Linked DNA regions of Mus musculus: regions 1, 2, 4 and 5 are each linked to region 3. A link is a contact called in public Hi-C, HiChIP or PLAC-seq and promoter capture Hi-C data. All regions are on one chromosome and are shown on one strand. Each heading gives the region's core, a stretch centred on a gene start, on an enhancer-like site or on the middle of the called end of the contact. The rest is flanking DNA. Distances are from core to core; before and after follow the strand shown.

The links. Promoter capture Hi-C pulls out the DNA fragments that hold promoters and counts their contacts. A called contact is a pair of places that touch in the nucleus more often than the background predicts. HiChIP or PLAC-seq counts read pairs in DNA pulled down with a chosen protein or histone mark.
Region 1: a contact with region 3 is called in a Hi-C map of cortical neurons, with 3 times the contacts expected there. The contact joins the promoter of Tarsl2 here to the promoter of Fam189a1 in region 3. A contact is called at or near these places in 2 of 39 promoter capture datasets (cranial neural crest and embryonic stem cells), 8 of 484 Hi-C or Micro-C datasets (cerebral cortex, cortical neurons, embryonic stem cells and 2 more) and 1 of 115 datasets of contacts at active chromatin or transcription factors (stem cell-derived neural progenitor cells).
Region 2: a Hi-C map of cortical neurons shows a contact between it and region 3, with 2.1 times the contacts expected there. The contact joins the enhancer-like site here to the promoter of Fam189a1 in region 3. A contact is called at or near these places in 6 of 39 promoter capture datasets (embryonic stem cells, hippocampal neurons and stem cell-derived epiblast-like cells), 2 of 484 Hi-C or Micro-C datasets (cortical neurons and palatal mesenchyme) and 1 of 115 datasets of contacts at active chromatin or transcription factors (forebrain).
Region 4: a contact with region 3 is called in an H3K27ac HiChIP or PLAC-seq map of stem cell-derived neural progenitor cells, with 6 times the contacts expected there. The contact joins the enhancer-like site here to the promoter of Fam189a1 in region 3. A contact is called at or near these places in 9 of 39 promoter capture datasets (cranial neural crest, embryonic stem cells, epiblast stem cells and 4 more), 9 of 484 Hi-C or Micro-C datasets (cardiomyocytes, embryonic stem cells, forebrain and 5 more), 7 of 115 datasets of contacts at active chromatin or transcription factors (embryonic forebrain, embryonic stem cells, forebrain and 3 more) and 1 of 9 other capture datasets (embryonic stem cells).
Region 5: a promoter capture Hi-C map of hippocampal neurons shows a contact between it and region 3, with 1.7 times the contacts expected there. The contact joins the enhancer-like site here to the promoter of Fam189a1 in region 3. A contact is called at or near these places in 5 of 39 promoter capture datasets (cranial neural crest, embryonic stem cells, hippocampal neurons and 2 more) and 1 of 484 Hi-C or Micro-C datasets (cerebral cortex).

The regions. Positions count from the first base shown.
Region 1 is chr7:65,643,640-65,646,339 of GRCm38.p6, forward strand. It overlaps Tarsl2 (threonyl-tRNA synthetase-like 2), which reads left to right and starts at 1,259. Exons shown (of 19, transcript NM_172310.2): 1 at 1,259-1,575; 2 at 2,614-2,682. The coding sequence starts at 1,306.
Region 2 is chr7:64,750,405-64,753,273 of GRCm38.p6, forward strand. Apba2 (amyloid beta (A4) precursor protein-binding, family A, member 2) reads left to right here. Exons shown (of 15, transcript NM_001291166.1): 15 at 2,667-2,869. The coding sequence ends at 2,738. Among named protein-coding and RNA genes, the nearest start is that of Nsmce3, 120 kb to the right of the region's middle. Within about 2 kb of position 1,322, at least 30 of the 459 cell types and tissues checked have an H3K27ac peak or open chromatin away from gene starts, as enhancers often do. A contact at or near this core is called in cortical neurons, hippocampal neurons and palatal mesenchyme, where this site is marked.
Region 3 is chr7:65,155,109-65,157,808 of GRCm38.p6, forward strand. It overlaps Fam189a1 (family with sequence similarity 189, member A1), which reads right to left and starts at 1,420. Exons shown (of 10, transcript NM_183087.4): 1 at 997-1,420. The coding sequence starts at 1,215.
Region 4 is chr7:64,839,156-64,841,855 of GRCm38.p6, forward strand. All of the region lies in intron 3 of Fam189a1 (family with sequence similarity 189, member A1), which reads right to left. Among named protein-coding and RNA genes, the nearest start is that of Nsmce3, 33 kb to the right of the region's middle. Within about 2 kb of position 1,291, at least 123 of the 459 cell types and tissues checked have an H3K27ac peak or open chromatin away from gene starts, as enhancers often do. A contact at or near this core is called in embryonic stem cells, forebrain, hippocampal neurons and 6 more, where this site is marked.
Region 5 is chr7:65,609,445-65,612,144 of GRCm38.p6, forward strand. It overlaps BC046251 (cDNA sequence BC046251), which reads left to right. Exons shown (of 8, transcript NR_131060.1): 3 at 1-128; 4 at 286-542; 5 at 853-960; 6 at 1,310-1,457; 7 at 1,728-1,808. Among named protein-coding and RNA genes, the nearest start is that of BC046251, 29 kb to the left of the region's middle. Within about 2 kb of position 1,362, at least 13 of the 459 cell types and tissues checked have an H3K27ac peak or open chromatin away from gene starts, as enhancers often do. A contact at or near this core is called in cerebral cortex and hippocampal neurons, where this site is marked.

The DNA of each region.
Region 1 (2,700 bases), core at 9-2,508, 490 kb after region 3:
AAGAGAAACAAAGTCATGTGTGAACTTATTACTGGAGTCTTTAGAGTCAAAGCCTGGCTTCTGGAAGTTTCAACGACATAAGCTCAGCTAACCCTCTGAAACATGCCAATTAAAATGACAGTTAACAATAAAAAGCAGAGAAAGGAGATTTATTCATTGTGGTTACAGTGGGAAGATGAACAGCTACAGGGGTTCAGCCACCTACCCCAAGCCCGTCATTGGGGTGCTAATATGAGGTTTAAGTTTAAGTAGAGGCCAGTGGTGGAGGTGTGGCTCCATCATCGGCTTAGTTCCAGTCTGTCCAGCAATTCCTAGGGCAACTCCTCCCCCAGGGGGCAGCAGGGCTTCAGCCCTTTCCTGCTCCAGGATGAGAGCTTAATTCTTTGCGGACCACTGTTTCCAAAGTCCGATAGCACAAATGTTTCTACTTAAAATAATCTTAAGACAGTTATAAACAGCATTTGCTCTAGACTCAAATAGTGAACAATGTTGTGCTGGCCAGGCTGAAGTTTTTGTAGTGCTCTTCTGTGTGTCCTTGCCAAGTGCCACTGTATTTGCACAGCCTTGGCATGAAGGTCTATTTTCAATGGCCGCTTTTCAGAACCTGTTTGCACAGTGTGGTGACTGCAAGAATTTAAGAGGGGAATGAAAGAAATCCATCAGGCTTTGCTAACGGTTTGGACAATCTGGTCAAGAGACGCACCTCCTCTGGGCTTCAATATCTCAAACTCCAGTTTCATTAGACTGAACACACTTCCAGTAGCACCTGGACATGCCTCCAAACGCTAAAGATGCCCATCCGGTGGTCCCACTCCTGCTGCCTAGGTCCAGAGCGTAGTTCTCAATCCTGCAGTGCACCCAACATTGGCCGTGTTCCTGCCCGTGCTCCCTGCCACACTCCCCTGCCCATTTTCCTTGTTTTATGAAGCATTGCTCAGCCGTCTCATCTTCCCCAGCGATGATGCCGCGCTGTCTCATCGCTTCTCCTCTGAAATGATGCCTACCCTTGCCCCTCCCATCACTCCTGCCCCGCCCTTCATTATCCTATAGCCCGCCCCTCTTCTTTGCCCATCGCCTGGCCTCTGCACAGTTGCCCCGATATGGCCCCGCCTCTTGCCCGTGCATCGCTCCGCCCCATGCAGGGATACCCAGCTCCAGCCCCGCCCCTCTTCCTCCATCGCCCCGCCCCATATAGTGATGCACCCCCACTTCACCCCGCCTCCCGAAGTCCTTCAGCTCCGCCCCGCCCCGTCTCCTTGTCACTCTGGCTGGGCTGGCGGGCTCAGGTGGCACAGGGAAGCTACCATGGCGGCCCAGGCCCTGGCGGCTCAGGCGGTGGCCTCGCGCCTGCAGCGGCAGGAGGAGGACATCCGCTGGCTGTGCGCGGAGGTGCAGCGCCTGAGGGACGAGCAGCTGCGCGGGCCCGAGCGGGGCCAAGCCGAGGGCCCGCGCCTGACACGCGAGGTGGCACAGCTCCAGGCGGAGAACCGCGACCTGCACCAGCGCCTGTGTGGCCTGCGGCTGCGCCTGGCGGAGCAGCGCCGCACCGAGGCCGGGCGAGCGGCGGCGCACGAGGTAACCGGCGGCCCAGGAGTACGCACTCAGCGGGTTCCAATTCTGCACCCGGGTGCGGACAGGGCTGCAGGGTGTGTCCCCGCCCGCGCCCTGCCCACTGCCCACGGCCTGGGGAACCGCTAGGTTTCCACCAACCTCCTAACTGACCAGCTGGTATAATTTCTCAGCTCTTCATTGGACAGACTGCAAACAACATTTTTTCCCTCCAGTAGCAGATCAAACTGAGGTGCATGCCTCTAATCCAGAACTCTGGAGGCTGAGGCAGGAGGATGGCTGAGAATTTAAGGCCCGCCTGGAGTAAATATTGAGAATCAGGTCGGCCAGGGCAATATGAGAAGACGCTGTCTCAAATAAAAACTTTTTAAAAGGCCGCTTCAGTGTTTAAGAGTCACAGTATCCTTGGAGAAGAGGACCTAACAGTTTCTATTCTCTCTGCTGGCTGGTTCTGTGCTATCTGAAGACAGGTTATTTTTACTGTCTTATTTTGGTGGTTTGCTTTGAGGCCTATATGTGATCTGTATATTTAACAGAAGTATTTGATTACAGTATTTTCATGTTTTAGAAGATTATTAAGTAACAAATTAGAAGAATTTTTTTTCTAAGTTCTAAAGGCTTTCTAAAACTGAGGGGTTTTTGGTTTTTGTTTTGTTTGTTTGTTTTGTTTTTGCTCTGGCAACATCTAATGAAATAGTGCAATGAATAAGAGTCTGGTGGCAGCCACAATTTCCAGTGACATTATTTGTTTAAAGTTTAGGGAAGAGTGACAGAGAGACACAGAGACTGTGTGTGTTGCAGGCTATGGGACCCATGGCCTTGTGAATACTGGGCAGTGCTCTATTACTGAGCTACACCCCCAGTTTTAATGTGCTCGGACAGATAGGGCTGAACTCTGAAACCAGATCCCTGAGGGTTATAAGTAGATCCTGGTTCCCACAGCCCAGCCGGGACTCTCCAACCATGGGCCCTGCCGTGAGCTCTCTGGGTTTCCTCCTTCCCCGGGTTTCTCATGTACTGCTCTTGCCTCCCATTATCTTTCAGCCTCCTACCCAAAACCAAGAGAAGGACACAAAGAAGAAGAGGCTGAAGCAGAGTGAGCCTGGCCGGGAGGTAAGTCGCTGCTGTAGA
Region 2 (2,869 bases), core at 72-2,571, 400 kb before region 3:
TTACCTCCACCTCCTGTTTCATGGGTGTGCCCCACTTTGACCTGTGAGCCAGTTACCATCCACTGGATGTCAGCTGAGGAGCAGACTGTGCCCCCACCTCACAGTGGGAGCAGAGTGGGGGGGTTCTCTTAGACTCTCTGGTATCTCAGGACAGAGGCTCCCAGGCACAGCCCCTAACCCCATTTCTGAACAGAATCCCGTACATCCAGCTCCCTACACCAGGAGGCCTGGTTAGCTCATAGCTGCTGTGTCATGGGTGTTGCTCTGTGCCCAGGGTCAAACTGCTTTTTCTTTTCATAGTTCGCTAGCTTGCAACCATCCCCTAGTTTGGCCCTTCTTTGGTCATTTGCATTCTAGCAAGACCCTTTGGTCCCCGAGGAGGGGTATAGCTGTCCTCAAGGATCACACAGGTGAGCATCATAGTGCAAGGTGTGGATGATGCTGCAGTGCACAGAGAGGAAACTTACGCAGTATGGGTGAGGTTTGTAGTATGAAGGTGTGTGTGTGTGTGTGTGTGTGTGTGTGTGTGTGTGTGTGTGTGCTCTCGCATATGCAGCTGGTGGAGAAGAGGTTATGAGTGTCCGGATGTTAGTGTGTCTATAGTTATGGGTAAGAGTGTATTGTGTAGGTGTGTATGATTGTGTCTGTGAGGGTGTGGGTGCTAGTCAGTATAGGTGTGTGGGTAAGAATGCGTGTGAGTTTGTGAAGAAAAAGTGTGTTTTGGTGTATTTGTGGCTATGTATGAGAATAGGTAGGCTAAGAGTGAGGTATTTGTGTTAGTGTTTATGTAGATGAGTGACTGAATCTGTGATATTGTGGGTTAAGTGTGTGCTTGTGACCTGTGCCTGTAGTTGTGTATAAGAGATGGAGTATGCTTGCCGGTTTGTATGAGTGGGGGTGTTAGTGTATGGATGCATGTGAATTTGTGGAGGAGGCTGTGTTTGTGATGTGTGCATAAATGTGTTAGAGTGGGCGTAAATGAGTGTAGGTGTGTGTGTGTGTGTGTGTGTGTGTGTGTGTGTGTGTGTGTGTGTGTGTGTGTGAATGCAATTAGAAACTTACAGGGGACGTGTATGGTCATGATGTATACATCTGAGTATGAGAGTATGCGTGTGCACATGGCAGTCCAAATTCCCATGAATATGGGGGTGTGAGTGTGGGAGTGGGAACTGTGGCGGGGTGGTCTCTGGGAAACTGTGAGTGCTGGCACAGAGTGGGAGGCTGGCGCTGAGCTGGAGAGGCTCTGGCTAGGGGAGTTGCCTGCCCGCTGATCTTTTCCTGGAATTCTGCTGTGGTCCCTGCAGGGCTGCCAGACTCCCTCTAGTGGCCACTGGGTGCTCATGCAGGGCAGATGGTCCAGACTCCCATTTCCTTTGGGCATGGAAGGATGGGAGTTGTTATTTCCTCAGGGGATCCTGGTTTATGTCCCTTAAATCACCTCTCTTGGGGCCACAATGACCAAGTCAGCATCTTTTGACATACCTAAAGGGGCTTGGGGGAAGAGGTACATTCTTTGGACTGGCTGCAAGTGATGGCTAACTCTCAAGGAGGGGACAGGAGGGGGCCATTGGCTGCTTCTAACTAATGGCTTCCAAGAAAGGACAATCCAATTTTCCTAAGTAGACATTCAGAAATGACTGCCCTCATGGGAGTAACCAGTCTCACACCTAAAGAAATCAATCCTGGCCGGGGGAGGGTGGGGGTGGGCCGGGGACCCCAAGAAATGACTCCACCACCTCAGGCCTGAGATTAATTGATAACTAAGGAAACAGCAGAGAGAGGGAGTGTGGCAACTCCCTTCAGCCTGTGGGCTGAGCAAGGCTTCACCCACCCAGCTGGTGACAGAAATGTCTGCCTGCATTTCCCACCAACCCCCAAGCACATTTGGAGAATGAGTCACCCCATTTTGAGACGCCCTCACAGGTTGTGGGTGGGGTAGGTTTTAATTGAAGAATTACGGCGAATGATGCTCCTGAGGGAAAGGCTGTCCTGTGGACTTGTGGAGGAGCTAAAGTATGAACGAAGCAAACATCTGCACGTTTCACCTGTATGAGCTCCGTCCGCAGAGTACAGTCTGGGCCAGAACAGACCTGGAGGCAGCTGAGACCCTGGCAGCTTCTTCCAGAGCACAGCACGGCCCAAGTCCAGGAGCACAACCCCAGTATGGGGAGTGGAAAAGGGGAATCAGAGCTCCCTGCTGTTTGTCTCTCGGGACTCAGAGTCATCCCACCACCCAGGAAGTCATCCCATGGTCTACCCAGCCCAAGTAGAGCCCAAGGGCAACTGGGTTGTTGAGAGTCATTTGTTAATTGAGGGACTCCTTGTCTCTTCAGCTCTTCCCTCGCCCCACATCCTCTTGCCTCATCCAGAGTCTGTGCATCCCCTTCTCAGAAGCACAGCACACTTCTTGCAGCTCGGGGGGGGGGGGGGGGAGGCGGGGGGGGGAGGACCTGTGCCCAGTCACCATCAGAAGTCTACTGTCCCATTCTTTTGGTGTCAGCTCCAGATGAGAGAGAGACAGAGTGTATCAGAAGCCCCGTATCGGAGGGGCACCCACCCTTCTATCCCAGCCTGCTCACTGAGAGCCTCTCGGAGACTGGCACCTGATGCATTCATTTCACTAAGGAGAAGCGGCAGCTGGCTCAGCCTTTCCTCTCTGTTTCCAGATTCACATGAAGACCATGCCTGCAGCCATGTTTAGGCTCCTCACGGGCCAGGAGACCCCGCTGTACATCTAGGTACACCCAACCTCACCGTGGAGCCGGGATACCAGGCAGACCCACCTGGGTCCGGACGAGCCAGAAGCCAGGACAAAGCCCTGACCCCCTGACCCCCTTGCAGCCACCCCAACCAGGACCTCTGGCTCCCT
Region 3 (2,700 bases), core at 170-2,669:
TTTTTTTTTTTTTTAATTACAAAAGTTAAGAACAAACGACGAGCATTGATTGCCAAGGCTTGTTTTGGGTCTTCGTAAGCGGAATTTAAACGCAGAAGGTTCACTGTAATGTATTTGTGCACCACTGACCAAATGTAGTTACAGATGTCAAGAGTTCTCGAAACAAGTGCCCATCGTTATAAATACCCGTGCCACATTTATCCCTATTCCCATATGTCCATGCTTTATTAATACAGAATATAAGCAACTTTCACCAAAACAATACAAAATACCAAAAAAAAAAAAAAAAGAAAGAAAGAAAGAAAGAAAGAAAGAAAGAAAGAAAAGAAAAGAAAAGAAAAGAAAAGAAAAGAAAATCATCTCGAACCAATGGCTTCTTTAATAAATGTTTGCTGGAGGAAACATTTGAGGGTCAAGAACCCGAAAATCAATCTGGATTTTAAATAGCACGCTCCTGACTCCGGATCTCCAGCAGGTCCAGCCAGACCGTCCTGGGCTTAAGGGGAAACAAGATGTCCCTGCGTCCGGGAGGTGCCAGAGCGGGGACCAGTCGGTCCTCTCCAGACTGACCCACAGCCCTGCGCGCCCCCGGCGAGAACCGCAGCGAAGGGAGCCGTGCACAGCGGGTACTGCACCGGGCTCGGGCGCCCCCGTGCCGCCTTGGTCACAGTCGCCCGCTGCCCGGGTCGGTCATCGGCGGCGAGTGGGGATCCGGGCAGTTGTCCCAGGCAGGCACCAGCCACCGACTGCTACCCACCAGGTGGCGAAGGGAGGGCGCCTGGCTGTTTTCCCCTCAGAAAAGTAACTCCGGGCGCAACGCTTTGGAGCGGCAGCGCGACGCGCGGCGGTCCCCGGAGTTCCCCGGCCCGGACTTGGAAACTGCTAGCCGAGCCGCAGCTGCCAGACCCGGGCGTCCGCTCCCCCACTCGGCGCCGGCCGCGTCCCCCGCCACTGCAGCTCCGGGTCCCAGCCCGCGCCGCCGCCGCAGACACTCACCGAGAAGCCGGCCCAGAAAGGGCAGGAGTGGCGCACGCGGGCGGAGGTGGTGAGAGCCAGCGCCGCGAAGCTCACGGCCACGATGAGGCATCCGAGCGCCATCTGCGTGGCCCCGAGAGCCAGCACGATGCGGGAACGGCCCGGGCACTCGCGCAGGCGGGACAGGCTGCGGGGCAGCGCGTGCGGACGCGGTGTGCGGGGGCCGCCGGCCGGAGGCATCTCGTCCCGCAAGCTCTCTCCGCGCTGCGCTCCTCTCACCGAGGCGCCGGGGCAAGTTGCGCTGGCTGCGGGGACCGCCTCCCCGCGGGCAGCAGCAGAGGCTGCGGCGCGCGGCCGACGCGAGCGGCTCGGGCCGGGCGGAGAGCCGGGCGCCCGCAGCCCGCACCGGTGCCCGCGCCCATGCCACCGCCGCTGCGCAGGGCCCGCCGGCCGCGCTGCGCCCTCTCCCGCTCGCCCGCCCGTCCGCGCGCTCCCCTGGCCGAGCGCGGGCGCGAGCCGCCGTGCCGGGCGCGAGCCGCCGCGGGCTTCGGGAGCGAGCCTAGCCGCTGTGCGCCGGGGCCCGGGAGGGAACCGAAGCCGAAGGGGGGGACAAGGCAGGGAGCAGGAGAGGTCGCGGGTGTGTCCTCCGCGTTGGTGCCTCCTCCTGGGCCGAGTCGGATACTGGGGAGAGGACGGACGGAGCCTGGACACCGGCAAGGACAGAGGACTCCGAGAGGACCCTTTGGCCAAGGCGTGGGAGCGGGGTTGTGGGACCTGAGGCTCTGAAAGGGCTTGGATGTCGATTTCCTGCGCTGAGCCCCAGGCGTGGCGACCTCCAGTTAATAAGCCTAGCCGCCTTCGTGCAGAATCACCCTAGAAGCCACCTAGGACACCCCTGGGGCAAGCAGCTGCCTTCTATCCACTTCTCCTTTGCGGGGCGTTTTATAAAACAAGTCCCAAGTTTAGCCTTTAAAACAGTATACAAGAGCAAATGTAAATGGAGGTTGTATTAAACAGCCTATACTCCCTCTTGCCCCCAGATTTAATGATTGGCTTCCTTGAAATTGCAAGGAAACCTGGAAATTCGGTTGTCCCAATGCCTTTTGTGGTCCTGTTGATGGGACAACTTTAAGCCTATCAGTGTTGAATGGAGTCTGCAGGGTCGGAAGTATGAAGGACTGGCCGAAAAGGAAAGTTGCAAAAGATGAAATTCAAAGGTCATTCTTCCATGACCTCTTGGCAGGACTTATGGAGTCCTCCATCCCTGTCTGCCTCCTCCCCCTCAACCCCCGCCCCATTGGATTGGAAATACCGAACAGTGTCCTCCCGAAAATATCTCAATTGCTGGTGCTTGAAATTTCAGCGTTAGAGATATTGATTCCTTTGGGGCTTGACGAGCCCCTATTAAAATGCAAATTCCCCTTGAAGGGGCAATAGCTCAGCCTTTATCAGCCAACACCTTACCAGGGATGGGATTTATTTTCCAATTTAACTGGATGGCCAAGGGATGAAGAGAGAGAGGGTGGGAATCCCAGGATAAAGTGGATGACCTCCAAATATTGGCCCGTGGCCAACTGCTGTCGTCTCTCCCAGTTCTTTATAAAATGAAATAAGCCTCTGGCCAGGTGTTTAGAGCGCCCTAGTACAAATTCCAATTTCCTGGAGGTATTTTCTATCTAGAAGTTCTCAGGAAGCATTTTTGTCAGTGCTTGAAACAATATCAAA
Region 4 (2,700 bases), core at 41-2,540, 320 kb before region 3:
GCCCTGGCAGTAGACACCTCTCCTTCCCTGACACACTGAGGGACCCAGGGAGACAGACGCAATATAGGGCTGTGTCAGTTATAGAGCCTGGATGTCAGTTTCATGCGGTCTAAAAATGAGCCATGACTCCACACAATGAGGGGTCTCCCTCTCCTCCTCCACCTCCACCTCTCTCATAAACATTCCAACAAGCATTAAAGCCTCGTTCAAGGGAGTAGAGAGACAGTTCTACTGTCTTGATGCTCTTCCTGGGTCCTTGGTCCGTTTCCCAGCCCCCCACATAGTGACTTACAACCATCAGCAAGCAACTCCAGATCCATGGGAATCTGACACCCTCTTCTGGCCTCCTCCAGCACCAAGCAGGCATGTGGTGCACAGACATGCATACAAACACAACACCCACACATAAAATAAAATTAGAAAGTAAATTATAAAAGGCCCCTGTTAAACACCCTCCTCTCCAGAAGGCCTGAATACAGCAGTGTCTGGGAGAGGTAGAGAGAAAGGCAACATCACCCTATACCTGCAGCATCTCCCAAAACCCTGAATGGGGAGCTTCTCACCCCACTACATCCCATAGATCCCGACAGGTAGACACTCTCTGGAGAGCACTCAGCTGACAGAGGACGGATGGGGATGAAGTCCCAGCGGGAGTTAAGCAAAGTCCAAAGCCACAGGCAACCAGCCAGAAACTTGGAAGACCAGATAAATCCAGGCTAACAGGTGTGAGCTGGACCACACAGGGTGATGTGGGCTCCCTGGAATGCTAACAGATTTATCCCAGTTCCTGTTGCAAAGCGGAAAGGGAGTTACCCTCTGAGTTCCTCCGTTGTCCTCCCCGGAGCAGCTGTGAGAGGGAGGCTGACAGTCACAGACACGCCTCCTAATTATGCATCTGGTGCTGGCTAGAGACAGAAGGATCTTAGTGTCCCAGCCCTAGAATCACAGAGAAGAAAACCCACCAGAGGGCGGCCTACTGAGCGCGCTGCCCGACAAGCACCGCAAAAGTACAAGGGGACCTAGGACCTGGTGAGGAAGCCAAGACCAGACTCAGCTAGGTCACAGCTGCACACGCCCGGCACCTCAGCTCCAGCGCTTCTTTCCAGCGGTGGCTACAAGGCCTTCCCTTCAATTCCGAGACCACACAAGTTTGCCCCGGGCCTTTCCCAGACACCTGTGGACCCGCGATTCACAGGCCACCTGCTTAGACGCCCCTTATCTACACACATTCTGCTCCCCGCCCCTTCCCCTCCCCCACCACACTTCTCCCCACCTTCTGTCCTTCTCTCCTGGTAGCAATTTGCCTAACACTGCCCCCTGTTGGAACATGAGATTTTTCTGGGGTAGGGGAGTCAGAGCATTGTCTTTGAACCAGGAGCATGCTGGATATGGGGGCCCTCCATGGGTCAGAACGAACCAGTCCAATGAGCAGGAGATAGCCCATCTGGGCAGCATACTGAGAAACACTTACCTGGAACTGTTGCTGGGTTACTGTGTTGTTACTATATTTATTTTGTTAGGGGGTATTTCCTCTGCAAGGAAACTTTTGAGCTTGGAATCAACTTTTGAGTCATCCCTTTTGCCGTGAAATCTATTTGTTCACAACAAGGCAAATTCACTTGATGATAAAGTAAAATAGAATCATATTCTCAGGGGAGAAAACAAAGTAGGTATCATTATAACAAGGTACCAGTGGAAATCAAGCTCTAAATTTCTCATGAGGCCAAAAGAAGCCAAGACTGCTCCTGACCAGTGGTTGGTATACTAAACCATTAAAAAACAACAAAAAGCAAAACCAGAAAAACTTTAGCACTTCTAAAATCCACCATGAAACAAAGGCTAGCAAGACCTCCGGAGCACTGTGCACGTCAGTCAAGCCTCCCTTTACTTTCAGAGCCAGACCTGTCTAACTGCCCCAGCCTGAGGCTGTGTCCTTTTCTAATTTACTATTCAGAGTCATGAAGCTAAATCAGGGTTTCCCTGGTTACTGACAGGCTCTTCTGAAGGATGTGGCTATGTAATTGGTGTTGGCTTGGTTACTGGATGTATTCAGAGCTGAGAGCACTGGTAGTAAATGCTGCTATGAACCTGCAGAAGAAACTAACAGGCTCTGGATAAACTAAGGCAGTCTCAAGATTAAGGTCCTCCTCGAGATGTGCCACTGAGCGCCCCTCCTATGCTCCTGACATCCCCAGCGGCGGTCTATAAAGGAAGTGGATCATGGAAATGGTTAGCTCTGAAAAAAAAACCCACAATCGACCCATGGAACTAATTAGGCAGCTTCAGCCACCTGCTGGACTGTCGCACAGCATTGGCCATGAATATTCTGTCCAGATCACCACTCAGCAAATGTTTCCTGAGCTCTGTCATCACCCCGTGTTGGATACAGACATGAGGAGATTTGGGAGCAGCAGCTTAGAGGACAGGCGAGCAGGCAAGTGAGAATGGTGTAGCCCCAGAGCTGACAATTTTAGAAAGAGAAAGATGGGGGCCTCATGGTTCCTCCAGGCTGAGGAAAGGCAGAGGCTTAGTTGTCTGAGAGATCTGAAGTCTGGGGTTGTTGACGAGCAGCTGGAGAGCTATGCCCATGGCAGGAACCTGGTCTTCTGCCCCAGATGCCAAACTCATGCCGAATCTACTGCCCACAGGGCTATGTGGCTCCGAGTGGGTTCACACACCCCTGCCATGATGCTCTGTGTC
Region 5 (2,700 bases), core at 112-2,611, 450 kb after region 3:
AAAAGGACATGGGGGAAGCTTAGACGCGATCCTGCTCCAGTGGCACCTTCAGATGACATCATGTCTGACACCCTGACTGTAGCCTTCTGAGAAACCTGGAGCTGGATTCACAAGTGAGCTGTGTCCAGGTATCCTGCCCGCAGGTGCTGTTTGTGTTAATAGTTTATTATGCATCAGTAGATGATGAGGATACTCACCCTTTCATACTTTCATCGAAACCAACTACTAGAGGTTGTTCCCTGTGCTTCCCATAGCACCTGACTTTACACCCTTCTGGAATTCCAGGGAAGGTAGTCAGTTACTTAGGGAGGAGCCTACTGCCCCAGCCACATATGCCTCCGGATACCCTTTCCTCTGCTGGACGACTGCTGCTCCAGTCTGATCTTGATCCCGAGTTCTTCTGGGAGTGAGTGCTCCTTTCATTCTTCTGCCTCGCTCATCTGGTGCTCCCAAGCTAGGCTCAGAGCCACGTGGTCTTCTTCTGTGTGCCTGACCTGGATTCCTGACCTAGAGCCTGATTGCTGCATTTCTGATCTGATCTGGTCGGTAGAGTTTTTTGCTTTGTGTTTTGGTTTTTTGTTTAATAATTGCAGCTGTATTCTATGGGTTACATTTTTTTTTTTGACTTTGCACTGTACCCACACAAATCAAAAATAGCTTTGGCAACCCATCCCTGCAGGATGGTCAGATTCCATCCATCAGAAATATAAGGCTGGGTTCTGAGTTAGTAAAGCAAGGCCAGCTCCTGGCACCAGCTCTGGCCCATGGCTCCTGGATGACTCCCCTTGATCTTGTATCTCCAGTTCTGAGGCAGAAAGCATTTCAGATGCATGTGTCTTCCCATCTTTCCAGGGCGCATGGGATGGAACTTGGCAGACATGCCTGGTCCTCATAGGGAGATGTGAGTGTATCAGCTCCGAGCAAGATTGCCAGCTGGCACCGCCACCCAGTGGCACAGCGGTGAGTCACAGAAGCTGCAAGGAGTGGGATGTGGGGCTGAGAATCAGTTTCCAGGCTCCCAGCAATTAGAAGCAGGCCATTGACTTGGGGCCAAGAGAAAAGAGCAAAAGTCCTGTTTCCTGGCGCCCTGGGGCTTCCACACACTCATGCCAACCTGCTTGCCCTCTGCTCCCATGATTGCTTTCTGTGGACACTATTTTGGAGTGATGGCTAGACTCAGCTGTTTTAGCTTCAGAACAAGGCTTACTACCCAAGGACAGGTTGGGCTTAGACAAACAAAACCGTTGTAGCCTGTGAGCAGGATCGTTATCTCCTCAAAGAGATGGAACTATAACAAGCCTGTCTGCAGTTATTGCAAACGCTGAAACACCGCCTGCCTGGAAGTCTCTGCATAAGGGCACCCCCAGGAATGCCTCTGTGCAGACAGCGTCTACTCTCCTGCCTCTGTAGCTGTACCACAGTGTGTGGATAAACTCTACTTCCGCTTTCACGTCCTGGTAAGTCCTTTCATCTCCCACATCACTGGCCCATTACCAACACTTCCTGACACAACTTTGGGACCCACATGGGGACTTCTCTTCTTGCCTCCCCTCCGAGTAATGCTAGTGGTATTTGGTCAGTTGTTCTGTGGCAACTGAAAGTCCTAGCTGGGGCTGCTTTCCAGAGATGCCCAAAGGCCTCCAAGTTGTGACCCTGGGTTACCATCATGCATTGGGATTCCTTTTGGTGCCTTGTGGAAAAGCTTACTGCCCATTCTTAACTGACAGACCCTGGCCAAGGCTACACTTTGGACGGACATGAAAGCAATGGAGAAGCTGGACGGTTTTTACATTTTACAGCCCGTGATGGTAAGGGGGTTACATTCCTCTCCTCAGAGCCCCTTTCGCTCTCAGTGAGGGGTATGATTGGCAGCTACTCATTCAGGATGAGCCCACATATCTTTGGAGGACTCCCACTCCCTTCTCCCTGACAGATTTGCTGCCACTGCACTTTGGAGGGCTTGTGTCTTCTATTCCTTCTCCCATCTCGATGTCTGTACTATTATTTATCTGAACTGGCACAGTGGCAGCTGACTCACGTGCTTTCGCAACCCTTGCCTTTCTGTCTCATTCCTCAAGCACTGTTGTGGAGTAAGCCCCCACCTTCCATTGAGTCAGTGAGTGAGCCTCTCCTTTGCTTACACAAATCCCTTGAATAATCTAACCTTGCACTGAGAGGTAGACATGTCTTTGTGTTGATGTCCCTGAACTTGGAGAAACCCTTTTTAGTAGGTGAATCCCCCTTATAAAGGGGTGCCTCCAGTCCATTATAGATAGTAAGAGGGGGTCACTACTTACTAAGAGAACCTCCTGTGGGGCAGTTCCTCAGTAGTCTGGCTGTGGGACAGACCTCTTTCCCTTCTGACTTCCCAGTAAGCTATATTCTTAAATACTGGAACACTGGAACAAATTTGAGCCACACACAGGTAATTTTCCTGTGTGATGTCACCAGGCTACAATCTGAGAAGCATTGTCAGGTCTGGACCCTCTACAATACACCAAGTCTATACCTTACTTTTTCTGTTACAACCTTATAAAGTCCTCTAAAGTCCTTGACGGCACTGTCCCAAGATTCTGCCTTGCATGAGAGAAGCTACATGTGTCTTGCCAAATTTGGAAGACCAATATCCAATCCAGATTTTTTTTTTTCGAGACAGGGTTTCTCTGTGTAGCCCTGGCTGTCCTGGAACTCACTTTGTAG